Linked DNA regions of Mus musculus: region 1 is linked to region 2. Evidence: chromatin contacts called from public HiChIP or PLAC-seq data. All regions are on one chromosome and are shown on one strand. Each heading gives the region's core, a stretch centred on a gene start, on an enhancer-like site or on the middle of the called end of the contact. The rest is flanking DNA. Distances are from core to core; before and after follow the strand shown.

Region 1 (6,709 bases), core at 2,666-5,165, 41 kb before region 2:
TTTTTGTGTGATGTCAGCCTCTGTTTCACTCCCTGCAACTTTGTAGTGGAGGGTAAGCCCTTCAGCTACAGATGTTAGATACTGTTGTACTGGAAACTGCTTCAGTGATGGTGTGGTACCCATCTAGAGACTGTTCCCTGTGAAGATGGATCCAACCCTTTCCAACTCTCTAAAACCCTATTCTTGGGCTGGGAAGGTGGCTTGATACATAAAACATGGGGATATGAGTTCAAATCCCCAGCACCCACAGAAAACTTTCATCCTTTATGCTATAGTTTTTTAATCATTAAAAAATATATAACTAAATTCTCCCAGTTAGCTTCGGCTGTCAGCCTGACATAGCCCATGGTGTCCTGAGGGTGTGTCCACTGAAGGACTACCCAGATCAGACTGGCCAGTGAACATCTCAGTGGGGCATCTTCTTGGCTACTGATTGATGCAGGAGAGGCTCTTCTATCCTTGGACAATGGGTCCTGGGCTGGACCAAGAAGCAGGCTGAATGAAAGCTGTCAGCAAGCCAGTAAGCAGGACTTCCTCTGGGGCGTGTTCTCCAGTTCCTGCTGGAGTTGACCAGAGTTTTACCACAGTAACAGCAGCTGGACCAGAACCCACGTGCAGAGGCATTTTCATCCCTGTGATCTCTGTATCAGAGTTCTATCTGGGTACTGATGACTTTTGTAAGTAGTTGACCTGACAACCCCCACCCCACCCCGCCTCGTTGGACTATAACCTCTTTGTTTCTGTCTCTAGATTACCTTCGACAACACAGCCCACAGTGGGAAAATCAAAATCTATCTCAACAGCGAGGCCAACATCGAAGAGTGTAAAAACATGAACATATCTGGGTCTAGTAAGTGTACCGTTCAGCCTGTTGTCTGTGGGTTAGAGGAGGTTTGGGGGGCTTAGGGAACCCACGTGATTCGTATGGAAGGTGGTGGGGAAAACGTTTCAGAAAAACAGTTCAAACGCTAGTCCTGAGCGAGTGGTCCAAGTCAGCAAGTGTTTATTGTTTCTTGAGTCAGTGGTTTACGCAGTTCGCCTTTGCAGCAAGATGGCCTGGGTTTGCATTCTGGTTCTGTGAGCCACGGCTGGAGGCTTGGACCTATTGCTTGGCCTCTCTGTCTTAGCAGTTTTCTCTACAAAGCAAGAGCAATGGCTGTACTTATTGAGGGGGTTGGTGCCGAATGCTGGGAGCAGAAGTCATCAGAGTTGCTCCGCAACTCATCAGCGAGGAGAGGCCTTAGGGAGGGACATCTATGTGACCAGATCCTTGGGGTGCTATGGGTAGCCATAGCCAGGGAAGTATGGAAGGTCTGAGTAGGAAGGGAAATGATCATTTTGACCGAGCTCAGTGGGAATCCTGAATTCTCGGAGGAGGTATGTTCTGATCCAAGCCTTGGACAAAGGAGAAGAGTGGAGACCTCAGGGTGCATCTTGAATAAACACGGGGACATCTCCTCCGTCACCCGATGGTCCACATGCTTAAATAGCCTTGTTGAGCTAGCGATGACATCATGTACTGTAATCTCAGCTATGCAGGAAGAAACTGGGAGATTTTGACTTCAAGACCAGCCTAAACCACTTTGTGGGGGAGGGTGTTCCTGTCTCAAAAGAGGAGTGTAAGATATGTGCATCCTGCTTTGATTATTAGTGGTCAGGGCGATGTCTCTGAGTGTGGTGAACTGGCAAGCTCCGTTTACACGAACTCACTTGGGCCAGATGACCAGAAAGACAAATATGAGTCACGTGGTTTTTTATTCCAACAGGTGACTCATTCCTTTTCAGCTGTACAACGGCTGATGATTTCGAAGTTTTCTCTTTTTTTTTCTAGCTTTGGTTTCAGTCATTCCTCTAAAGGAAGCACACAGATTGGGTTCCTGATAAAATGGATTTTCTATTTCGCAGCAGATACTCAAAGACCAGCACCATCAAGGCAGTCCTCAGGTCCAAGTAAAGGCTGAAGCTATGTCTTGGTGGTGTGGGGGAACGTAACCTTTGCCATATATAAACTGTGATTTGCAATAGTCACTGTGAGACTGGACGTGTGCCTCATGGCTCCCCAATGATCCTCTCACCACGCATGCCAGAACGGAAGAGCTCTTGCTCCCCCCTGTGGCCAACAGAGAGAAGCAGACCTAAAATGTGATTCTTACGGCCATGTCTTAGAAACTCGACCTTATCACTAGGAAGACATGAATTTAAAATAAATCAAGGGGTTTTAAAAATCATTAAAAATATGAGGTTTAGAAACCAGTTTAGAAGATGGGTTGTGCTGCCTCTTCCATTTGAAGCCGTGGACTGAGAAGCTCTGCCTAAGAGAGGCCAGAGGCGCCACCTGGTGGGCACTGGCCGCTGTTGTCCAAGTATTCTGATGCTCTCTTCTCACCCAGCTTCCCAGCTGCTGCTTGCTTCCTCTTGGCGTTATCTACAATTATCCACATCTCCTCAAAGCAAAAACCGGTAATGTCCACGTTCACAGACATCTGCTTCCCAAGGAGCCTTCTCTGAGTGCGCTTCTGCTCTCCAGAACTTATATTTTATATACTATAGTTTATAGCCAGCCACACGAGGCTTTAGAAGAATGGGGTGGGCAGGGCTCCCTCTGATGGAGATGTAATGGTATATATTTATTGCAGAGCTGACAGTTAGTAAGCTTGGATAGCCCGAGTCAGAGTTCCTTAGGCAGATGGTGGGAGAGCGTCTGTGCACATCAGGTATCTGGGAGGGTGGAGTGAGTGGGGTGTGCCATTACTCAGAGTGGCAGGACATATTTCTGAACCAGTGTTTTCCAAACTCAGATTTGGAAGAGCTTTCTGAAATGCAATATGGCTTCAGTGGGGTAAGCAATCTATGGCTGCTGGATGTTCCCAACACTTGGGAAGCTGAGGCAGGAGAATTCCCACTACTTCACATTCAGCATAGGTTGCTGTGTTCGTTACTTTTTTGTTGTTGCTGAGATAAAACACCATGACCAAGGTGACCTAGAGAAGGAAGAATTTATTGGGGCTTACAGGATGAAAGTCCATCATGACAGGTAGACGTGGCAGCAGACCATAGACATGGAGACCTAAGCTGAGGGCTCACACCTTAACCTACAACCAAGAAGCAGAGAGAGGAGGAGTCGGGGGAGAAGGTGGTGGAGGGGAAAAGAGGGAGGCTGTGAGATGATGTCTTCTAGGCAAGCCACAGCCATTTCAAACACATTTCGTCCTCAGACTCAGCAGTTTCGAGTCAAAGGCCTTCCCTGGGAATGCATAAGACCAGGCGGGTCGACAGTCAGACAAGAGTGGAGGAGGGGCTCAGGGGACCTACGGCACACTGAGGAGCTGTACGCAACACAGATTCAGTGAGGCAGAAACCACTGCGTTCTGGTGGCTTCCCGTTCGTGACCCCACCAGGCTCCAACCCTCCGGGCTCCGACACAATGTTCTGGCCAACGGTCACACAGATGGGTCACAAACCAGATCACGAATCTGAGTGGGGGGGGGACTAGGTATTGATAAGAAAGAGAGAGAGAGATGAGAGGACAGGGCATGAGGTTAGAGTACGTTATATAAACATATCAAGCTGTCAAGCAGCAGAATTAATCAATAAAAAGAAAAATCTGAAACTTGACCCCTAAAACAAATCATGTGAGCAGGTGTGTGTGAAGTACGGCTCTGGCCAAATGCAAGTGTGTGTGGCTTGTGGATGGTCCCCTAGGCAGGAACAGAGACAAGGGAGACCGATCCAGTCATAGTGAGGCCGGGGAGAGCAGCAGCCACAATGTGGGGCCATGTAGTCTAAGAGCAGCTACACTTACAGATCAGCCTCTCTTGTCCCGTCCCCCCCGCAACCCCCACCCCCGCACTGTACGTTCCAAACACTCATTCGCTCGCTCGCTCACTCACTCACTCACTCCTCAGTCCCTGAGTTCCTTTCTTGGTGTTGACACACAGGAAAGGCATCTCAGACTGGCTTCTGGCAGGACGGTGTACCTTGAAACAGAGGAGCACAAGTGGGACCTCTCAGTGTGGCATTTAACTTTGCTCTCTTAATTGATAAGGGGAACTCATTGTCTGTGTTGCTGTGTGAAGCAACGCAGGCCATGGTGGCCTCTTCTGAATGGAGCCCAACGGGATTGCATTCTGTTGGATTCTGTTCTGCAGTAAATATTTATAAAGAGCTTAAGTGCGTTGATTAACACCGCCTACGTTTGTAAGTGCACGGCCCTTCCCTCCAGGGTGTGTTGGCTTGTCTGTGGAGTGCGGTATGCTGTTGCTTCTGATGGTTGCCGCTTTAACAAGAGAAAGGGGTCTTTCCCTTGAATTTCCCTTCAGACTACCATTTGCTGAAAAGACTACTCTCCACAATGTGTGCGAGGCGTACTTCCCATTTGTACTCTGCCTTGCTCTGCAGCTCAGAGAAGCACTCACTACCTCCTGGTGTTTGATGTGTTCGTCATTATGATCTGCCTGGCATCCCTTATCCTGTGCACGAGATCCATTGTTCTTGCTCTGAGGCTGAGGAAGGTAAGAGAGAAACTCCCCTGTCTCCCTCCACTCAGCCAACAGCCTGCATTTGTCTAAATCAAGGGAATAAAATGGCAGCATCCAGGCAGGCATGGTACAGGAGGAGCCAAGTGTTCTACATCTTCATCTTAAGGCTGCTAGCAGAATACTGACTTCCAGGCAGCTAGGATCCTTATCCTAGGGTCTTAAAGCCCACACTCACAGGGCCACACCTAATCCAACAGGGCCACACCTATTCCAACATGGCCACGCCCACTCCAACATGGCCACACCCACTCCAACATGGCCACACCTACTCCAACCTGGACACACCTACTCCAACCTGGACACACCTACTCCATCAGGGCTATACCCTCTAATAGTGCCACTCCCTGGGCTTAAAGTTGAGCTAACAACTACAGGTATTTGTGGTGATCTCTCAAGCGTTTAGAGGTTTCCAGAATGAAGATTTTATTTCAGGGATGACCCTAAGAGCATGCGTGGGTTGCATCATTTTCTGTCTTCAAGTCAGAATTCACTTTGAGGAGGAGGCAAATGGGTTATAATGAAACACAAATAATTAGATTTGATTTCTTGAATAGTTTCATTGTAATTTTTTTTTTTTTTGGCTGTTTAAGTATGTTTTCTCAGGAGTGTGTACTGACTTCAGCTTACTGTGTGTGTTATTCTGGCGTGAGGTGGGAATCTAGGGTCCCACTGGGGTCAGGGGAAACAGGAAGACACTGAAATACTTCAGAGCAGGAAATGGCTCATGTTCTATTTCCTTTGATCTCGACTTCCACTTTGACTTTAAATTATTATTTTTTTTGAGATTTATATATTTTAATTTTGTGTGTCTGAGTGTTTTGCATGCATGCGTGTCTGCACACCATGTACATGCGGTGCCCCCAGAGGCCAGGAGAGGGCAGCAGATCTCCTGAAACTGGAGCTACAGACAGTTGTGAGCTGACCCCAGGTCCTCTGGAAGAACAGCCAGTGTTCTCAAGCAGACATCTCTCCAGACCCTTGGCTTTCACTTTGTAAACATCTACTTCATATCTGCCTTCCAGGCCTCTGGATATTCTGTATCCAAGGTTGAAGTCCCTCTCTGCCAAGTTCAGGGACAGCATTGGGGACACAGTACCCTCATCTGGACCACAAGAGGATCCTAGTTCAAGGGGTTGCCATCAATCAGCTTAAATGAGGGCATAGTTTGCAGTATTTGGAACACAGTCTGTGTTAGTGTTCTTGGAAGGACAGCATAGGTGCTCAGGGTTTGGGTTAATCTAGCAGATGTTCAAATGCTTGCTTACACGGGAGTAGACAACTCCACTCGGCTGTGGCACCGCGTCTCCCTGTGAGGTGGATCTGCCAGCTCGGAATTGTTTGCTCTTGTCTTCTGCCTCCGGAGGTCAGTGTGACTTGTAAGACGTCTTTTTTACATGTTTGCCGTAGAGATTTCTAAACTTCTTCCTGGAGAAGTACAAACAGCGCGTGTGTGGCGCTGACCAGTGGGAATTCGTCAACGGATGGTACGTCCTGGTCACTATCAGCGACCTCATGACAATAATTGGATCCATATTGAAGATGGAAATCAAAGCCAAGGTCAGTGACATCTAGAACCTTATATTGTCCCGGATGACCTCAGGTCATCCTGTAAGACATGGAGTCTTTCTGGGGAATCTTTCTGGGGACTAGCCTGCTTCTTGTGTTTTCTCTTTTCTGTCACCCATTGCTTCACGTTCTTCTCCAGGAAGAGTGCGCTGTGGAAGGTGACACCCTATGGCCTTCCTCCAGGAATGCAGGTAGCATCATTTGAACAGGAATTAAGTTTGGGGAGACTGAGGGAATGGGCTTTATATTCATTTATTTTTCGATGTATCTATTTACTTATGTAAGTTGCAAAGGAGGCGGCTGGTACACAGAGCAGACATTTCTCCTAAACACCTGAAGGGCCAGTGGCAGGTGTGAGGCATCGCAGATGCTGTGAGCCCCAATGGCCAAGAGATCCCCAGCTCTCAAGTGCCTATATGGTCTGACCAGTTGCATATGTTGGTTGGTTTGTTCTCACGACTAGGCTGAGTCTCTCAACTGTTCTCTTCTCTGTTCTACATCACTCTCACAAAACTGCCCTCACCATAGCTACAGGGTCTCCCTGTCTCTATTCCAGCTTCCTTTGGCTTCCCTCGGGCTGACTCCCTCTCTGGCCTGGCCTCCCT
Region 2 (6,480 bases), core at 2,668-5,167:
CCCTTCGACTTCCATTCTTAAGATGGGTAGACTGTGACCACGGGGCCACAGTGTTGCTTGAGAGACTGATCATGAAGCACACCTCAGTTAAACATGGACCCTGGAATGCAAATCACCCACCAGAATTATCAAACGAATTTATATCCCACCTGCAATGCATAAAATTATACATTCCCTTTAAATCTTAGTCAATACTGGGAACCTCCACTAAAAATAAACAAAACTAACAGAAAACATTTTGGCAACTTCTACAGTATTTTACCATGGCTAGAAAAAGCCAGCCTAGATGTCTATCAAAATATAAGTGGATAAGGGAATTTTGGTAGATGTATACAGCACAATGGAAGTTTATTCAGCTGTAAAGAAAAACAAGCATGAAATTTGCCTGAAACCGGGTGAAGCTGGAAATCATTATGCTAAGCAAAGTCTCTCATACTTAGAAAGACACATACCACATCTCTTCTCTCATGTGTGGATCCTAGATTTTAGTCTTTATGTATGAGGTGTGTGGAGGTTAAGGTCATGGAACTCTACATGACAAGGAAGTAGGATGGGGAACACCAGGCAAGAAAAGGGCGGTGGGAGGGGAGGTGCAGGGAGACAGAGCCGAGACATAGGAGAGGGGCTCTGTGGAAAAAACAATGAGCACATTATAGTAAATCCCATTCGCTTCTGCACTAAAGTAGTTTCCAGTTTGGAGTCTAGTAAGTAGTGTCTCATTTGAGTTTATTCTTCTTTTACAGTTAGACCTGTTAAAAATGTTATCACATATTTTTGGCCACTTTCGTTCATGAGAACATTAATTGTTGGTTTACTTGGCTAATTTTCTGTTTTTATATTAAAAATTTAACTATTAGAATTTCTTGAGGCTGGTGAGATGGCTCAACTTAAGAGCTCTTCCAGAGGACCCAAGTTCAGGTCCCAGAACAGGATCTCCAATGTTTGTAATTCCAACTCCAAGGAATCGGATGTCTTCTGATCTCCAAGAGCACACACTAACACCTGGCTGGCACACACACACACACACACACACACACACACACACACACAAACATGCATACAGACACATGCATACACACATATGTACACACATGCACACACACACATACACACATGCATACACATATACACACACATACACATGCACACACATACACATGCACACACATGCACACACATACACACAAATGTGTGCATGTGAAATACACACACATCAGTAAACAAAAAGCTTTCAGGAGTTCCTCTGTGCCTTTCAACAGACACCACAGGAAGGCACTGATCTTTCAGCCACCATCAGCTGTCGACAGTTTTCTCTCCTACTCGTTAGTGGATTGTTATTTTAAAATATTATTTTTGTTACACGCAGATAGAACTTTTAGCATATAGTAAAATCAATGGCTATTTCTTGTGATGTTTTACCTTTTTGGTTAAGTTCTCCCTAAACTTAAAAAGCAAATATATATTAATATTTTCCTACTTCATGGCTGTTTCGATAACTTTTTAAGATTTGTGTTTATTTGTATTTATGTACATGTGTCTGTATTTATTGATGTTACTTGCACACCGGTGCCCAAGTAGACACGAAGAAGGAACTGGATCTGGAGTTGGAGTCACAGGTGACTGTCAGCCATTGCACAGAAGTCCTGGGAAGCAAACAATGGTCCTCTGGAAGACAGCGAGCTTTGCTCCCTGCTAAGTTCATTCCTTGTGCTTGTGAACCTTACAGTGGCAAAGATCTAAGCCCCGCCCCATCAGTGACGTGGATTAACATCAGGATTATCTTACTAATGTTGCTTTTAGGTGATGAACTCTCCTAAGTATCTTTGTATTCAACAGGATCTGTGAGTAGACTATTCTCTCTAGAGAAGTTACTTCCTTGAGATCTTTGTATGATATGTTGTGATCATAGTTACTCCTCTCCCTAACCCCTCCCAGATCCACGCTCTTCTCCCTACCCATCCAACTTCGTGTCTTCATTTTTGTTCTTTTTACATCACCCAAGTCCCGTTTGTGCTCCCCACACGTTCTCGGGCTTGTGGCCTTGTAATGGGCATGATTGATGCCCAGGGACTACTACAGTCTTAAAGAAACCAGATCCCTTCTCCCTCCCATTTGCTATCCTTGCCAAGATTTCCTCTCTCAGGTGCAGGCTTCATGCCCCCCTCCCGCCACGTGGACGGTACCACTTACATCTCTCCCTTGATGCACTCCCATTTTTTCACACATCTGCTAGCTTCTGGAGGCAGCCTCATTGCTAATTAGTCCAGGGCGGCGAATTTCAACATAACCTCAGTTAAGATTGTTCCCAAAGGGAAGGGCGTGTGAATTCTTGTCTGTATGGTTGCAGGTCCAAGAGTGGAGAGAGGAGCACGGGCCTCTCTCTTTCCACAAACCAGGCATGAAACTCATCCTTGGATCCTGGCTTGCGACTCCTTTATTCTTGTTTATTTGTTCGTTTGTTTACTTTTTAACTTCTTGTAGCACTCACATTACAACACCAAGACACGTGGGGTGCAGCAGGGGCACAGCTCCTTCAAGGCTGCAGTCTGAAACCCCCTCTACCTTTGCGAAACAAGGCTGTGACTCCTTGCTTTCCCAGAAATATAAGAGCACAAGGAGGCTGTTTGGTGAGTGTTTGTTTAAAAGGTTCTGAGTGACTCTCCAGCCAGTAGTCATCTTCGAGCTTGCCGTTTGAAGTACTGGTTTTCATTTGTTTTTACTAAGTGGTACTAATTTTAATTTGGTTTTACTTATAAAAATATCTGGAAAAGAAGTGGGACACCCCTGACCCAACAAGGGTTGAAAGAAGATAATCCTTAAATTTCATCTTAAGAGTCTGCGTGCATGTGTGTGTGCTTGTGTGTGTGTGTGTGTGTGTGTGCGCGCGCGCGCGCGCGGAACCCAGAAGTTAACTTCCGGTGTCTTCCTCAATTTCTTAACACCTGGTTTCTAGCAGAGCTTGGAGCTCATCCGTGGGCTAGACAGGCTGACCAGCAAAACCCAAGGATCGTCCTGTTTCCACCTTTCCAGCACAGGGCTTGTGGGTGGGTGAGGCAAGATGACTCGACTGAGGATCAAATTCAATCTGAGCTTATGCACTTGACCAACTAAGCCATCGGTGGTACAGAGATGGGTCCCATTGAATGCACATGATTGAACGGATGGTGAAGTACGTCCGAACCCACACTCTAGACGTTTCCCAAGTGCCCCGGGCTGCCTAAGAATGACTTCACTTCACAGGATCTTGTCCTCAGCTTACCTTCTAGCATGCAGGGACCCAGAATTTGGTTTTTAGGGCAGAGAAGCCTTTTACTCTTGCTTTCCTTTCCCCGGCCTTAAGCAAAGGTGGGTCAGTTTTGAAACAGCACCTTCAGGACTGTTGACTGCGGGAGGCCAAAATGACTCCCACGAGAAACTTAAGCAGGCTTTGTTCCCTCTTGTAACACAAAGGTGACCTGTTCTTGGCCTCTGGGGTTGCTTGAACTCTAGAGCAGCTTTGGGGTTCAGGCTTTAGGGTATCAGGTTTGGTCCTGGCTGAGAGCCTGCCTCCCGTAAGTAGTGTGGGGGTAGGGATATGCTTCCCAGCAGACACCTCAAATAGGTATCTTCCATCATAGAGAGAGTCAGAGGAATGAGTTTCAGTCTGGGCATCTTTCTGAGGTATGGCTCCCTGTGTAGGGCCTCTAGATGCTACTGTCCCCTTAGGGGACCTTAGGTAGTCTCTCAGAGCTGGCTGCCCCATAGGCACCAGGTCCCCAACCAAGGCAGAGCGCCTCCATGGACCGCTGGCCTTCTGCCGTGCCGATCCGAGCCTGGCCGGCGGGGGGCGCGCTCCCGTGGGAACTTGCAGAGGCACAGGCCGGGCGGGCTGGCGGGCGGGACCGGGCCGCCCTCCACCTCTCCACCCCCTCGTCCTAGCAAAGTTGCCCGGGACTCCCGGCGCGTCGCCGCGGACGCTGGAGAGCAGGCGCTTGGCTCTGCCTGCTCCGCGTCTTCCGCTGCTGGCTGGCCGGAGCCTGCTCGCCCCGTCGCGCTCCCCCGAGGGCATGCGACAGCGGCGGGACGCTCGGCTCCCGGGCTCGGCGGCGCGGGCGAGCGACAGCGGTGAGTGCGGTGCGCAGCGCGGGATGGGAGGTTCCCGGAGCCTCTGCGGGCCGGGGCTTTTTGGGGGGATTCTTTGGTTTCTAATCCATTTCTCCAAACTCCTGGGGCGGAACTTTCCTCGCGGTGTGTGGCGTACCCTGCGCTTTCCCACTTCGTGTTTTCCCTAGAGCAAAAAGCAATGCAGATGCAAAAGCCGGGCTGCTTCGGCTTCGGCTGGGGACTGACGGGCCGGGAGCAGGGGTGCCAGGCTCCATCGCGACGCGCTTTGCAGGGGCGCTTCTTTCCAAACTCTGGGAAGTTATATGGTGATGGGAAACGGGTTCTCCCCGGGATCCCTGGGAGGTGACATTTCCCACCTTGCAGTTAGTTTCACCGGTGTGGTGGTCTGTCTGTTGGTAAAATCTCGAGGCGAGTGCGTGCGTCTCAAGATTTGGGAAATAGTTACCATGACCAGCTCTGAACGCTATCAGGGTTGTGCGGGATGAGCCAAAGGTCTCCCATCTCCCACATCACGGGCCACAATAGTGCTTTGTTTTGTAGCAGTTTCTTCATTGCCTTCTCTGTGCAAGTTGCAGCTATCAGAAGCTGCTTAGAATTTTCTCAGGCTTGTGATTTAAGGACTGGCTGAATCTTGGAAACAATTTAGTTTTATTAATGGGATCATGGGCAGGGCCCTCCAAAGCACTTAGAGGTTAATTTGTAAATGGGATGATTTTCCCTAAATGTTTCATAATTTGCCCCTGCCATTGCACACTTTTCTCCTGCCCAACTCTTGGTCTTGGAATGTCACATTAGGCTCTTCAGGGCTCCTTCTTGTAATTTGTAAGTCTGAGGACAAAGTGAATGTTAGACCTAGACAGACTCCTTTTTGCAAGTGTGTGAAAGTTGAGTGCATGCCCAGCCTTCACTTAATGCCCCTCGATTGAATTGCTAAAGAGAGTTCTTGGGTTTGCTGTCTACCGATATTTGCTTATCCTGCTGCTAGTGAGGTTTGGGTCCAAAGATTTGAATCCAGTGGACAAGTGATTAGAATTTCCCTTCTTGCTCCCACCAGAAGGAACTCCATCAGAACAGCCTCGATACTGTTTGTTTAAGCAAACTGAGCCATTCTAAAAACCTCTAACCAACAAATACTGCCTGTTAGGTGGGATCTATACCTTGAGAACCTGTGACCCCGGACATCTAACCATGGGACAAAACTTACACCGCTTGTCACGACCACACAGCTAGTGAAATAGACCGCTTAGGAGGTCTTTTCCTATTATACTTTTTATTCTTTAGCATTATTCAAAACCTTGATTCTTCTCTTTGATTTAGAGACAGATACCACTCTTCTATATCTTGCTGAATGCATTCAGCAAGTGCAAGTCTTTGTATCAGACCAGTTCTAATTCGGTCTGGCTGTTCTTTAAGATGTTCAATAAAAGCTTATTTACATGATTCTCATTCATGAGAACATTAAATATGAGATGATTTTTTTTCAGGTAACTTCATCTGAACTGGGGATGTCGCAGTGTTAATTTCTGTCTGTCTGTCTGTCTGTCTGTCTGTCTGTCTCTGAAAGTCCAACACTCATGCCTAAGGGTGGCTGGCTGCTTCCCTAAGCTCTCCATCTTCCTCCTATGGATCAGCATCCATCATACCTAAGTCGTCCTCTGGGCCGGGACAAGGGGTAAAATCATCGTTAGAACTTGCGTGTGACTTGATATAACGCAGATGACGCGTTAGCCACTCGGCTCGGCATCTACATTCGTTCAGATGCTTCCTGGCTTGTGATGATGCCCAGCAAAGGGGTTAAGCTTCTAAATGGCTCAGATGAGGCTCACGCCGTTACTAATGTGGCATACGGGGGAGACCAAGGCTTTCCAGCCAGCCTGGCTTTGTGCTCCAAGGCTCGTTGTTTTACTTCCCTAAGCCTTAATTTGCTCATCTGTAAAACTGAAGATTACACTCAACTCCCAAGATTAAAAGAGAAGACCCGAGGGTCCTTCACATACAGAGAGTACCAAAATGGCGGGTGCCCTTTCCCCCTTCTAAACATTAAGGAGCTGACATTCACATGAACCCAGCCATGCTTGTCCATTGTTCGAGTTAGAGTCTGCAGAGAGTCCAATCCACAGGTGACTTAAGCATACACACTTTCCTCATGCTTGCCTGCCTTCCTGGACAAGAACCTTGGATTATTTCCCTTTTTCTTCACTGCTGGGACCACAGGCTAGACAGGAAGTTATGCAGGGAGATTTATGTTGTCTTACGATTTGAGATCATAGCCCAGTATGGTGATAGGATCAGGAACAGATCTGCTTGCTCACACTGGGGAATCGGGACACAGAGAAGGGGCAAGAAACACGACGATAAACCTCAAGGGTCCTCCCT

The links. HiChIP or PLAC-seq counts read pairs in DNA pulled down with a chosen protein or histone mark.
Region 1: a contact with region 2 is called in an H3K27ac HiChIP or PLAC-seq map of extraembryonic endoderm stem cells, with 2.7 times the contacts expected there. The contact joins the enhancer-like site here to the promoter of Lpar3 in region 2. A contact is called at or near these places in 3 of 39 promoter capture datasets (the 3T3-L1 cell line, stem cell-derived epiblast-like cells and trophoblast stem cells), 1 of 15 datasets of contacts at CTCF or cohesin (the NIH/3T3 cell line), 6 of 484 Hi-C or Micro-C datasets (the HL-1 cell line, Sertoli cells, extraembryonic endoderm stem cells and 3 more), 7 of 115 datasets of contacts at active chromatin or transcription factors (bone marrow-derived dendritic cells, embryonic stem cells, extraembryonic endoderm stem cells and 3 more) and 4 of 9 other capture datasets (adipose tissue, embryonic stem cells, liver and 1 more).

The regions. Positions count from the first base shown.
Region 1 is chr3:146,175,761-146,182,469 of GRCm38.p6, forward strand. Mcoln2 (mucolipin 2) reads left to right here. Exons shown (of 14, transcript NM_026656.5): 7 at 751-850; 8 at 4,399-4,511; 9 at 5,946-6,095. Among named protein-coding and RNA genes, the nearest start is that of Mcoln2, 29 kb to the left of the region's middle. Within about 2 kb of position 3,916, at least 72 of the 459 cell types and tissues checked have an H3K27ac peak or open chromatin away from gene starts, as enhancers often do. A contact at or near this core is called in the HL-1 cell line, extraembryonic endoderm stem cells, pancreatic cancer cells and 1 more, where this site is marked.
Region 2 is chr3:146,217,044-146,223,523 of GRCm38.p6, forward strand. Lpar3 (lysophosphatidic acid receptor 3) reads left to right here and starts at 3,918. Exons shown (of 3, transcript NM_022983.4): 1 at 3,918-4,104.